2 separate regions of the Sus scrofa genome follow, and region 1 is linked to region 2. A link is a contact called in public HiChIP or PLAC-seq data. All regions are on one chromosome and are shown on one strand. The core of a region is the stretch at or near the end of the contact, and the rest is flanking DNA. Distances in the headings are between cores, read along the strand shown.

Region 1 (6,644 bases), core at 2,348-4,847, 190 kb after region 2:
CAAAGGACCCTTTGGGATCACCTTCATTTCCAGCGGCTCTCGGGCTTGTGTCAGAAGATCTAAAACAGCCTCTCCTTTCGGCCCTTACACACACCTGGGACATCACTCCTTACAAGACAAAGAAAAAACCAAGTCCTGAGAAACGCACCCTGGTGCCAAGGACCATCGCTCCCGAGAGGTGCAACGTCCTCCACGTGCCACTTTAGTTCCAAGCGCCATTACTGAGCAAGACTATCTCCTAACTGTAAAGGGCGTGGTGTTTCTGTCATACACAACACTATTTTAAGATGTTTTACGTAAGCAACTAAAGGCAAATATTCCAACTTCTTCCCCCGGAGTATCCTTTAAAAATGAATGCCCCTTGCTTTTCAGACACCACACAACTCTTAAATAAAACAGACGGCAAGACTATAACTGAAATCAGAGACTTCCAATCACACCATTTACTGTGCGGTGAGGAGAGACACTAGGCATCACTCACGTCAGCCTCTGGGACTGTAGGTTCCTGTAAGTCCTTCCACAGTTTTCTAGGAATAACCTTTACGGGGATGTCATGTGTCACAATGCGATTACTGCTTGACAAGGATAACTGCCAAGAGAAGAATTTAAACAATTTTTATAACTTGAAAAAAGAACTGAAAGACAAAAAAAGTTGATACCAAATTTAATAGAATGTTCTCAAGTCACTCATCAGAGTCCATTTAGCACATATTAATGGGGTGCTGTTCCAGCTCTGGGTCCTCTTAGGAGCTGGAAGTGTCCTCAACAAGAACAAGATAAAGTCCCTGAGGTGCCAACGGTACGCATGGGTCAGTAAGGAAGAGAACGCACAAACTGTGTGAGCTGATGCAATATGTACAATCACTACTGCAGTCAAACAGCAACCAGGTGAGCATGTGAAGAGGTTCTTAGCTAGGAGATCAGAAAAAGCTTCTCTGAGAGGTGATGTTTCAGATCGGACCAGAACAAGGAGAAGCTGTCAGCCACAGAAAAATAGGGACGAGGGGCACAGTGTTCTCCCAGGCAGGGGAACAGCGTGTGTAAAGTCGTGAGGCTTTTCAGACACCACACAACTCTTAAAGGGGTGTAGAAGGGACCGAGAGACCCTTTTGTGTGCAGGGGACACTCAGTGTGCAAAAGCACTGGAAGGATAAAACTAGGCTTGTCTATGTGCAGAGGCTCCTATGAGACTCATAATGAAGCAAGATATCCTGCACTTCAAGATAGAAAAGCAGTATATGTTGCTATTTTGCTTTTCTTTAAGCATCTGGAGAACCATACTACACTTACATTGTGAGGTGAAATACTCTGATTAGCTCTAAGAACTGCCTAACTGCCAAGAGCTGAGAAAAAAGTATGAAGAAAAGGAATCCTCCTCCATAGAGCACTAAATTAAATGCAGTGCTCACACATCAAATAAAAGTACACAGGAGTTCCCGTTGTGGCTCAGCAGGTTAAGGACCTGATGTTGTCTCTGAAAGGATGCAGGTTCGATCCCTGGCCTCGTTCTACCAGTGGGTTAAGGATCTGGAGTTGCCACAAACTGTGGTGTGGGTCACAGATGCGGCTCAGATCTGGTGTTGCTGAGGTTGTGCCACAGGCTGGCAGCCACAGCTCCAATTTGACCCCTAGCCTGGGAATTTGCAAAGCCTCAAGTGTGACTGTAAAAAGAAAAAAAAAAAGGTGTTAATGGCAGAAGAGGGGAAGAAGGGAGGGACACACAAACACTTGAAAGGTGAAAATGGAGAGAAACAACTGTTTCTAGACTGGGTGACAATACCAGTAAAAGAAATGGAGATGCTGGGGGGTGGGGGGATGTGCCTGGGCTGTGGGATGGAAATCCTGTGAAATCAGATGGTTATGATCATTATACAATGACAGATGTGATCAATTCATTTGAGTAATTAAAAACAAAAAAAAGAACCATGTACCATACAAAAAAAGAAAGAAAGAAATGGAGATGCTGGAATATGCAAATCTAAGAAAAAAGATGCAGATGTGTTATTTCATAGGCAAAGCAGGATCCTACTTGAACAGTACATGATAACAATGTCATTTAAATGCAAGGAGGATCTGGGTGGCTAGGATCCATGAGGATTCGGGTTTGCTCCCTGGCCCCGCTCAGAGGTTGAGGATCCAGAGTTAAGGATCTGCAATGGCGTTGCCATGAGCTCTGGTGTAAATCGCAGATGCGGCTTGGATCCTGCGTGACTGTGGTGTAGGCCAGCAGCTGTAGCCCCGATTAGACCCCTAGCCCTGGGAATTTCCATATGATGTGGGTGCAGCCCTAAAAAAGCAAAAAAAAAAAAAAAACCTTAAAAATAAAAAATAAACACAAGGAGGACAGACCTTTCATTTCAATAAAACCAATTAGCTTCCCACATAGCGTTAACATGCCTAGGCTTATAACTTCTAATTCCTTCTGGGAAGTTTAAGAAACGATCCCTTCCTACTTACCAGCTCTATAGAAACTGTGAGGCATGGAAAGTGTTTATTAGTCAGCTTGATTTTCAAAGATCTGGCATTCTGGGCAGTTTTCAAGGCTCGAGATAAATTTTCCGACGTTAGCTCTAAATAAATCTCGTTGTTTTGTGCAGAGACACCTTCCATTTGAAATTCGCTGAAGAAGTTCTCCTAAGGGAAAAAAAGGCGGCGGGAGGGGGGGACATGTACGCCCTTCCCAATGGCATTTAGGGGGAGTCTGCAGGCCTCTCAGGAGCTGGCACTCACCTGTTCCAGCTCACACCACATGCTCACCCCTCCATTGGCCACCTTGTCAGAGAGGATGAAATTCAACTTATCCGGGCTGATGCGCAGCGTGCAGGTTTTGGCAAGCTTGGCTATCATGTTACTGACTCCTATAGCAAAGGGTTAAAATAAGAAATCACTAAGAAGCAGGCCGAGTATCCCAGACGCCACGTCAGCCTGCAGAACTCCCGATTCAGTTCGGCATGGTGCGCTTTCCCGGTGGAGAAAATCCCGTTTACACTACGACCCACCGGGAATACCGCTTTATCCCGCTGAAGTCACGCCAGCCTCTCAACAGGCCTGCACGGTAGCATCGCCCGCCGCCCTCAGGACTGGAAGAAAGAAACCCAGACTCAGAGGCTAACTGGTGCCGATCGGTCGCATTCGTTCATTCCGGGCCCACCTGCGGCCGCTGGGTCCTGCAGGGGGCAAGACTAGGCCGGCAGGGGCGGAGAGCGCTCTGGGACCGGAGTGGAAATAGAGGTCTGCGTCTTTAGGGGCCGGCGACCAGTTTAAGGAAAGCCACGCAAGGCAAGTCCGGTTTTAGGAACCATTCACGTCCACCTGCGCCCGCCGCCAGCCTCCGGCTGGGCCCCCATCCCTTTCGGCCCCACCCCGCCCCTCCTCGCAGGGCCCCAGCCGCGCGCACTGCCTCCTTCCCGGCCGCCCTCCCTCCACTCTGCCCTCCTCTCCACGACCTGGGCCGACGCGGCCGCTTACTCACGGGTGAAGTGGTTCAGACAGGCCCCGTCCACAATCTTGGCCCGAAACTTCATGGCGGGACGCGGCCCGCCGGGGGCGTCTGCCGGCGACACACTCCAGTGCGTCCCGCCTTAAGCTTCCCGCCGGAAACGCCGCAGCCCCGCCCTGGGTTCCGCCCGCCTCTTTGGGGCGGGGAGCCGGGCCTTTGGGTCCCGCCCCCGGGGTGTGGCAGCATCTGCCGGAAGTGACGCCATCACCCGCCCTCAGGTGCAGGAAGTGGTTCCGAGGCGGCCCAACTTGAAAGAACTTTTGCGATACTTATTTCCAGTGCTGTTTCAGAACCTCAGAAATAAAGTCAATCCTTTATTTATAAAGTATTAGGTGAAACGATCGCTTAAATATACACCTCTGATGTGGGGGAGCTTTAGAACCTCCCCTCATGTTGCTTTAAAATTGCTTTAAATTTCAAATTTGAGTCCGGTTGTGGCTCAAAGGTCACTAGCATCCACGAGGAGGCAGGTTCAGTCCCTGCCTTGCTCGCTGGGTTAAAGGACCCAGAGTGGCCATGAGCTGTGGTGTGGGTGGCAGAGGAGGCTGAGATCTTGAGTTGCTGTGGCTCTGGGGCAGGCGGGCAGCTGCAGCTCCCATTTGACCCCTCGCCTGGGAACTTCCATATGCTGCAGCTGCGCCCCTAAGAAAAGAATAAATCATTAGATGAAGTGGTTGCTCTGGAAGTCATGGATGTGATTAAATAATGTATCTGAACAAGCTTTGTAAACAGTGTTTCATAATATATTGATATTTACCTTAAATCACTTAGTTTTTTGCCATTTAAAAAAAACCATTTTTTTTAGGCATAACAACATCTATGGTGTTGGGTGTTTGGGGAAAATTGTCTAACCATAAATGACTGAGTTGATTTGTTCAAGAGGAAAAAAATTAGGAGTTCCTGTCATGGCTCAGTGGTTAATGAATCCGACTAGGAACCATGAGGTTGTGGGTTCGATCCCTGGCCTCGCTCAGTGGGTTAAGGATCCGGCGTTGCCTTGAGCTGTGGTGTAGGCCACAGAGGCGGCTCGGATCTGGCGTTGCTGTGGCTCTGGCATAGGCTGGCGGCTATAGCTCTGGTTAGACCCCTAGCCTGGGAACCTCCACATGCCACCAGTGCAGGCCTAGAAAAGACAGACAAAAAAAAAAAAAAAAAGGAAAAAAATTAACTTTTTGGCGATATTAACCCCCCAAAAATAGAAAGTTTTTTTTTAAACTTCCTAAGAAGATATGTGAGTATATATGCTGTACAAAGGCCCAAATAATACAGGGAATTTTGAAATTAAGCTGTAACAATCTTTTCTTGAAAGAAAACAGGGATCTTACGTTTTCTTCCAGTCTTCTTAAATAGGTTTAGCAAATTAATAATTCAGTAGTTTCCGTATGGGTGACTATATTGATGCTATTTCACTGCTTAGCTACATTTTTTCCAAACAATTTGGAGGCAGGGAATGAGATCACTAGAGCTCTCTAGAAGCCTGTGTGCTACTGAGTTTTCATATTGTTGTCTGTCTAGTTAATACTATCTTCTCATTTAAAAAATGGGCAAACCTCAGGGGTTTAGTAATTCAGTCACAGGATGATCTGGAGAGCGGTATTGATGTTATTCATTACGTTTGTTTATTGTGCAAGGAAATGACCTTGTCTTGAACACAGAAATATAATTAGAGTACATCAGTCAGCTGTGGAGTTGGAAGTAAGAAACTGATGTTTTTGTAGCTGCAGAGATGGCGAACTCTACCCACATAAGTATCATGTATTTACTAGCTGTCACCCAGCCCTGCATCTGCCAGGGCCTGTCAGGTGCCTGCTTCTCCCTCCAGTCCCAGAGGAAGATTTGCAGTCCTGTTGTTACCAGTTAATGATGGAAAATTTACCCAAGGGGGACGAGACTGGCATAGCTCAGAGGTTCTGCATCAATCCCGACAGGCAGTATTTGCCCTTTTTTTTCTTCTTCTTCTTCTTTACAGGAGAAAACTGTCACATGAGGGAAAGCATAGTCTGGGGTGGCCTGAGTGAACGTCTTTTGAGAATTATACGAGCCTAAGGAGGAATTTTGCTTAAGCAGTTCTTCAAAAACTCTTCTCGGCTTTTATTTTATTTTAAAAATTGTTTTGTGGTTCTGTTTGTTTGTTTATTGGCTGTAGAAGTTCCTCAGCCGGGATTGAACCTGCACTGCAGTTGCAACTTGCACCACAGCCGTGGCAATGCTGGGTCCTTAACCCATTGTACCAGAAGGGAGCTTCCCTCTTCTCATTTTTCAGATGTTAAAAAATACTTCAGGAGTTCATGTTGTAGCTTAGTAGGTTAAGAACCCGACCAGTACCACGAGGATGTGGGTTCTATCCCTGGCATCCCTCAGTGGGTTAAGGATCCCACGTTGCTGTGGCTGTAGCTGTGCAGGCCGGCAGCTGCAGCTCCGATGCGACCCCTAAGCTGGGAACTTCCATATGCTGCAGGTGCGGCCCTAAAAGAAAAAAGAAAAAAAAAACTTCAATAGATTTCATAATAATATAAAAAATTAGCATCTGGGGAGCCTGTTCGATGTGTCAGGTACAGTGCTGGGGGCTGGGGCTCCAAGGGCTCCTCCCCCCAGAGTGGGGGGTCAGCAGTTGTTAAGTGCTGTGTTTCATTTGGATGTAGTAGAACTTTTTTTCTTTTGTGACTTCTCAAGTCTGAGTCACATTCAAAAAGATCTTCCTTTATCCAAACCTATACAGAAGTTATTTCAAGTCTTGTTCTACTTTTTATGGTTTCATTACACCTGCACATCTTCTACCATATTGGGAATTCATGATGTTGCAAACTGAGACGTATGGATACACTTTTCTTAATGACTAGATAATTGTTCCAAGCCATTTGTTTGCTTTTTCCATCCATTTTGAGATGCTGCCTTTATCATATAGACTATGTTCTGACATAGCTATAACATTATATGTCTAAATATCAGAAGTAGACTTTTTTTGTCTGTTCCATTGGTCTTCAATGTTCGAGGGCCACGAAGTTTAAATTATTTCTATCTATGTCATTAATGATACTACGACACCAATTCCAATGCTTGGGTTTTTTTGGCCCCACCCCTAGCAATTCTCCAACAGCAGCTGAGTGTCCTATGATTCAAGTCTGACATTATCTACCTGGAGATG
Region 2 (7,038 bases), core at 3,156-5,655:
TAGCCCAGCCGCCTTGAACCGTGGGGCCCAAGATCAGGAGGCAGGATTTGGGGCTCCCTTGGGGGAACGGCCCCAGGGGGTGTTGAAGTGAGGACGGGAGGGCGGGTGGGTGCCCAGGCCTCCCCATGTGCTCTGGGCGCCTACTTCGTCTCCACTGGGGTCGATCCCAGTTGCCTGCCTTGTTCTGGAGCCAGGGAGTGACCACAGAATTGGGCCAGGCCTGGATGCCAGTGTCCCTGCTGACCCAGGCGGGGGCCTCGGGGACAGGCGGCCCTGCAGCAGTGCGGTCTGGACTCCAGCCTTTCGCTGGAACCCCGGACCGAGGCAGACCCTGTAGCAAGGGTGTCCTGGGCGAAGGGCCACAGGAGTGGCATCAGGACAGGCTGGGGGCAGCCCCCAGGGTCCCAGAGTCCCCAGCAGGGCCTCTGGGCTCACCTCCTTGCAGCCGACGAGACCGAGATCTCCTTTGACCCTGAGAACCTCATCACGGGCATTGAAGTGATTGACGAAGGCTGGTGGCGCGGCTACGGGCCCGACGGCCACTTTGGCATGTTTCCTGCCAACTACGTGGAGCTCATTGAGTAAAGACCCCAGTTGCTGGCGAAGCGAAGGGCTGTCCGTCTCCACCCAGACGGGGTCTCCTGGTTGCTGGAAGAGGTGGCGCAAGGAGTGTGTGCGGTGCTTTTCCAGGAAGGGGACCCCTGATGCGGACGAGCCCTCGGGCTGCCTCTGGCTTGGGTGGCTCCGCCTCTGTTACCCCACATGCAGCAATAACCTGGTGATCTCCACATGTGCTTCCACCAGCTCCCCAGTCCTCCCAGACAGCCTGGCCCTTGACCCCCCTCAGCAGGGCACACTGAGCCAAGTCCTCCCCAGGGCCAGATCCCCAGGGACCTCTGCCCAAGAAGTACGGCACTGCTGTGCTGCGGGCTCTGAGCAGGGGCATCCGGAGGCCGCCTCCTGCATTTGCCTTCTCCTCCTTTCTCTCTTGGCTCTAAGGGTTGGTGGCGGTAGCTGTTAATGACCCTTGGGAACAGTGAACTGAAGAGTTTATGACCAAAGTTGGGGCAGGGATCCACGACAGTTTGGGCAGCAGGTGTTCGCTTTCTGAACTCTACCCTGTGCTCCCCACTTCTCTGCCCCTCTGCCTGGGTGGTGGGCGGTGGGCAGTGGAGATGGGACCGACCAGACCCCCATCTGTGTGTGCAAAGGAAGAGGTGAGAACATCAACAGACGACGTGGCCTTCCGCGTGGCTCACTCCTGTCTGCCGGCCCATGTGCTGCTCAGTCGATCTGGGTCAGGAACAGGTACCATGGTGGCCGGTCCTGCTGTCTGCCTTATTTCCGCCCCAGCCCACCCTTACCTGCTTTTGGAGTCAGAATTGCCCCACGCGGGCCCCAGCTCTGATCCATCCTGTTACAGCCTGAATCCCCCACCACCACCCCGTGGAAACAACCCCCTTTCTGGTGTTGGGGGTAGGGGTGGGTGAGTCACCTGTGCAGGCTGACCCCTGGCCAGTGTTAGCCACCCTGAAGGGGCATAAAGGTTAACGTGACTCAAATGAGCCTCCTGCATTTCAGTTCTGTGGGAGGGGCCGCCCTGATCCTTGCCATGGGGGGGCTTCCCCCCAAGCCAGGCACTTGCACCCCCTGGGCGTCTGGGGAATTGCAGCTGAGCTGCAGGCAGGCTGCTGCATGTCCTGGTTTCTTGGGGCTGGGACTCAGGCACCCCCTTGCCCTTCCCACCCTGGGGCTGCCAGGACAGCAGAGGATGACCGGTCCCAAGGCCACAGCGCGTGCTCGTTTTGAGGAGGGCTGGGTGCCTTGGGCTCTGCCCAGATGACCCCAGGCACTGATTAGGTCAGGGTCACCAGACCAGGTGGCTCTTCAACTTTCCGGGCTTGTCAGGAGCCACCTGATAACCAGAGAGCCTGGTCCCCAAGGTCCCCACCCCCAGTGGGGGTGGGCTGGGTGCGGCGTGGGGGCCTGAGGCCACGGGTGTGAGGCTCCCAGGCTCCGGGCCTGTGGAGCAACCCCCGAGGGAGTGCTGGGGAGTGGGCCTCTGCCGGCCCCCCAGCCAGGCGTCCCGGGGCCACACTGGACTTGAGGCGATGGGGTGAGGTGCCTTTATTGCCAGAGCCCCCCCTTCACTTGGCCTTGCCCTGGGCGGCCACGGCCTCCATGGCCTTGCGCACCGTCTCCTCGTCGCCCAGGAAGCGCATGGGCTTGGTGGGCTTCAGCGCCTGGTCCAGCTCGTACACGATGGGGATCCCTGTGGGCAGGTTCAGCTCCATGATGGCCTGGTCGGACATCCCTGGACGGGAGAGACAGGGTCTGAGCCCCTCCCAGCCTGTCTGCCCCGCCGCCACCTGCTCTCGCCTTCAGCAGGCTCCGTGACCTTTACCGGCCACAGAGCTGTCAGCCAGGCAGCAGCCCTCCCGCCCTGAGAGCAAGGCCACGGACACGCCTAGAGAAGGTCAAGCCTGCACTGAGACAGCAGCCTACAGAAATAGCTGTGGGGAACCAGGACCTCGCTCCATCTGAGCTATCTTGATGGGGGCGGGGGGGGGGGTGATTGGCCCCCTTGGCCCAACGTGAGCTCTAGCCAGACTGGGGACGTTCGGGTTTGGGTTCAGAAAGGACGTTAACCATGCGGTTTCTTTTTAATGTCGCGATAGCCTAAGCAGAGGAGCAGGGCTGCTCCCGAGGAAGGGGGTGGGAGAGGCCCAAGGGCCGCCTGTGGCCGAGGGGCCCTGGAGGCCCTGCCAGGTGGGAAGAAGAGTTTCCTGTGGAAACCCAACCCTGCCAGCCTCCCGCAGGCCTGGCCTGGAATAGCAGCTTGACCTTTGGTATTCCTGCCACCCCAGCCCCTTGCTGCAAGGAGGGCTGGAGAGCGCTTTGGGCAGTGGGAGGAGACCCTTTTCTAGTCGGGGCTGCAGGAAGCCCAGAGGGAAGGGCCCAACACGGTCCGTCGTCTGCTAGGCTCAGTGCCAGCTGCCAGGCGTCCAGGGACCCTGCATTCTGGGGACGGCGGGCTGGGGCCTCAGTGGGGAACCTGTCCTGTTGGGAGGGGTTGCTGCCTTTTGAACGGAAGGCCAACTGAGGGTCTCTAGGGTTTTCCACCCCCTGTGCCCTTCTTCCCACTCGTCTTTGCCTGGAGTGGGTGTGAGCAGGGGGACAGGGCCCTGGCCTGGGTCCCATATCCAGCAGCTTCTGGGGGAGTGACTGGACCAGGGTCACTCAGCAAAGTGATGCCCTGCCTTTTCCTGGGTGGCCTCTGGGCAAGATGCCATTGCTGGCCTTCCCTCCTCTCGCCCGGGGCTGGTGTTTAGGACACAGGGCCAGCCGGGGACCCCTCAGCCCCTGTGTAGATGGCTGGGCCTGGGTCAGGAGTGGCAGGCGTTTTCACCCACCGGCTCCAGAACACTCATGTTCCGCCGCGTCCCAGTACACACAGCAATGAACATGCTTACAAAGCTGTTTTTCAAACGGCCTCTCGACCCGCCCAGTTGAAGTCAGTTTGGAGCCCCACCCCCCATGCCGGTGCCTGCAAAGCTGCCTCAAGGCACCTGGGCCTTTGCTGAAAGGGGGCTGACTGTTTCAGGGGACTGTGTCACCCGGCCTGCCTGTGAGGGTGGGCCTCACCTTCCAGATGCTTGACGATGCCCCGCAGGCTGTTCCCGTGGGCTGCGATGAGCACTCTCTTGCCTGCCTTGATCTGGGGCGCGATCTCATCGTTCCAGAAGGGCAGGGCCCGGGCAATGGTGTCCTTGAGGCTCTCGCACGTGGGCAGTTCCCCGGGCTTCAGGCCTGCGTACCGCCGCTCCTGGGGGCATCCACACTGCGTTCACTCCCCAGACAGCTGCCCCGGCCCCGCCCGGGCTCCCGTCCCGAAGGCCCCCATCCCCAGGCCTCCCCCCGCCCGCCAGCAGCCCACCTTGCTGATGGAGCTGTAGTAGGGGTGCTTCTCATCCATGGGGGGCGGTGGGATGTCGAAGGAGCGCCTCCAGATCTTCACCTGCTCCTCCCCGTGCTTGGCGGCCGTCTCCGCCTTGTTGAGGCCGGTGAGCCCCCCGTAGTGCCGCTCGTTGAGGCGCCAGGTGCGCACCACGGGCAGCCACATCTGGTCCGTGCCGTCCAGGATGGTCCAGAGGGTGCGTATGGCCCGCTTCAGCACCGACGTGTAGCAGATGTCAAATTCCATCTTTGCGTCCTTGATGGCATGGGCCCCCCTCTTGGCCTCCTCGGCCCCCTTCTCGCTCAGCTCCGCGTCAAACCAGCCGCAGAAGCGGTTCTCCTGGTTCCAGGTGCTCTCGCCGTGCCGAACCATCACGAGGCGGTGGGTGGCCATGGTGGCGGTGGTGGCGGGGACGGTGGCAGGCTCCAGACAGGGACAGGTGCCTCCCGGGCACCCCCAGCTTTATAACAGTCTGTCCCCTGCCCCCACCCAGGCCAACTGCCAATTAGCATTCCAGGTCTGATGGGCAGCGGCAGGTGGCCAGTAGCAGAGCCGAGTGTCAGGCAGTCCAAGAGCTGGACTTAAAATAGCCTCACCCACCACCAGTCGCCACAGGTCCGGAGCCCGGGCTGGGTGGGGCTTCCGAGCAGGGCTGGGCATGGAGGGCAGACGTCAAGCCCGAGAGGCGGGGGCCCGAAGGAACAGAGGGGCTCTCCAGGGCAGGACTCCCCCAGAGGCTGGCGTTCCAGCCCCATCAGCCCATCCCTGCTCCCAGGGGCCCTGACGCTGTCGGGCAAGGGGCAGAAAAACCCCAGCCACTTCCTCCTGGTCCCTCAGCACAGCCGGCGCCAAGCCTGCTTTTGGGTAAGGACAGTAGCCTGGTGTCAGAGGGAGCCGGGGATGGGAACGTGCGTGTGTGTTTGCCCACGCACGTGCGCGTGCACGGTGAGTGCGTGTAGAACCGTGGGTACGTGTATGTGTTGCATGCGTGTGCATGTGTGAGCTGCCAGGAGGATCCCCCAGAGGCTCTGCTCTGCCCGCCCAGGAATGGGGTCTGAATACCGCTGGGACTTCCCTCGGGTTCCTCTGTCCCGCTGGCTCACAGGAGGAGCCCTGTGGGAGCCTGGGGCTGACAGCCGGGCTGGAATCGGCCGAGCCATCCCCTGCACTAGTCCCCTCAAGGGACAGAGGAGGAGGAAATGTTGCTGAGGGCAGAGCCAGGGCGAGAGCCGTGGCCCTGAGGGAGGTCCGGCCCTGTGGGAGGTGGCAGCAGTGGGGGGCAAGGGCTGAGCTGGGCAGCACCGCGGGCCTGGCTGCCTGGACCAGAGAGAGGAGCAGAGGGCTTTCTCCTCCCGTGTCCCTTTGCTGAATTCTCATCTACGCCTGCCACACTCCACCTAGCCCGGCTCATTCCGTCCAGCTAGAACTACCTTTAAAAAGAAAAACAAGGAGTTCCCTGGTGGCTCAACCTGCTGTGGTGCAGGTTCGATCCCTGGCACAGGAACTTCCACGTGCCATGGGCACGGCCAAAAAGAAAGATGAAATTCAGGATTCATGTCCCCAAGGGGCCCCAGGATCAGAGGTGCTGGTTGTTAGGTCTGTGCCCAGCTTACCAGGAGCACCCGGAGGTAGGCTGAGGTTGGGACTAGGCGACGGTGTAGACGGGTGCAGGCCCAGGAACTCTGCCTTCAGGTGTTGGGGACAAGGGCCACTGGGGCCTGGGCTGTGAAGAAACCAAGCAGGGTCGAGATGCCAAGTTGCAGCTGCACCCTCCCGGGGGGCCCCATCCACAGCCCCCCACTTCCTCCCACCCCGATGTCACATTTCTGAAAATAGAAGAGTGGGTAGGAGGCCACTTCTCACCGAGGTGAGAGAAGTCCTGACGCTCCTTCCAGCACCGCTGCCCGCCCAGTGCAGAGGCTCCCAGCTCCGGGTCCGGAGACGGAGGCTCTGCACCCCAGCCTGGAGGTGGAGGCCGCCCTCTGAGCAGTGCCACGGGCAGGTCGTGCCGCTCCGGCGCTGTCCTGATTCAAACCACAGCTCTACGTATTGTCTGCTTTTTGTCCTCTTGACCATGGCCAGGCCCTAGAAAAGACAAAAAAAAAAAAAAAAAAAATCAACTGACTCAAAGCAAACTTTCACTCTCTTTACATCCCTGCTCAGAAATACAACCCGTTCCAAACTGTCAGCAGACTCCCCTGTACTTGCTGCAGATTTTTCCCGAATCGCAGGCCCTCTGCTACCCCTGCTCCTCGTCTTTTGGAGCTTCCCTCATTTTCCTTTTTTTTTTTTTTTTTGTCTTTTTTTGCTATTTCTTTGGGCCGCAGCCTCGGCATATGGAGGTTCCCAGGCTAGGGGTCGAATCGGAGCTGTAGCCACCAGCCTAGGCCAGAGCTGCAGCAACGCAGGATCCAAGCCGTGTCTGCAACCTACACCACAGCTCACGGCAACGCCGGATCCTTAACCCACTGAGCAAGGGCAGGGACCGAACCCGCAACCTCATGGTTCCCAGTCGGATTCGTTAACCACTGCGCCACGATGGGAACTCCCCTCGTTTTCCTTTTTGATTTACGTCGACAGAAAATAGGAACAACCAGCTCTTCTAGTGCATCCTGACTACTAGGAAGGAGTTAAATAATGGGTGGGGAGAGATGGAGGTGAGAGGGCACTGGTTTTGCTGGGAGGCAGGGGATGGGGGGCTAGAGACAGCCCCTTGGATGTGACATTTAGAAACAGCAGAAAGCAAAGGACTCAGCTAGGATGGGAGACAGCGTCCCAGGCAGAGGAGCCGCCAAAGGACCAGTCCCCACAGGACAATGAACAGGTGCGTGGTACAGCGTCATGGAGGGGCTGGGCCTTGTGCCCTGAGGAATGGGAGTCGCTGGAGAGTTTGAAGCCACTTGCAGCTGGAGAGGCAGGCGTGGAGGCCAAGAGCCCTGGTAGCGGTGGTGGCTTTGGGTTGCGTGAGGACGAGTCTGTCCGGGGGATGTTAAGAAAGCAGAAGACCTCAGAGGAGCACTGGGACTGAGAAGACCCAGCCTCTGAGCCTTGGCTCCAAGCTGACTCCTATTCATTCAAAA

What was found. HiChIP or PLAC-seq counts read pairs in DNA pulled down with a chosen protein or histone mark.
Region 1: a contact with region 2 is called in an H3K27ac HiChIP or PLAC-seq map of skeletal muscle. The contact joins the promoter of HUS1 here to the promoter of PGAM2 in region 2. A contact is called at or near these places in 1 of 5 promoter capture datasets (liver), 8 of 47 Hi-C or Micro-C datasets (embryonic fibroblasts, epiblast stem cells, mesenteric adipose tissue and 4 more) and 1 of 2 datasets of contacts at active chromatin or transcription factors (skeletal muscle).

What each region holds. Positions count from the first base shown.
Region 1 is chr18:48,519,918-48,526,561 of Sscrofa11.1, reverse strand. HUS1 (HUS1 checkpoint clamp component) reads right to left here and starts at 3,597. Exons shown (of 9, transcript NM_001136511.1): 1 at 3,473-3,597; 2 at 2,731-2,858; 3 at 2,458-2,634; 4 at 482-589. The coding sequence starts at 3,524.
Region 2 is chr18:48,707,859-48,714,896 of Sscrofa11.1, reverse strand. PGAM2 (phosphoglycerate mutase 2) reads right to left here and starts at 4,405. Exons shown (of 3, transcript NM_001134968.1): 1 at 3,938-4,405; 2 at 3,646-3,826; 3 at 2,148-2,314. The coding sequence starts at 4,351. The coding sequence ends at 2,148. It overlaps LOC106506850 (a long non-coding RNA gene), which reads left to right and starts at 4,701. Exons shown (of 2, transcript XR_001302456.2): 1 at 4,701-4,822. It overlaps DBNL (drebrin-like protein), which reads left to right. Exons shown (of 13, transcript XM_005673326.2): 13 at 446-1,562. The coding sequence ends at 585.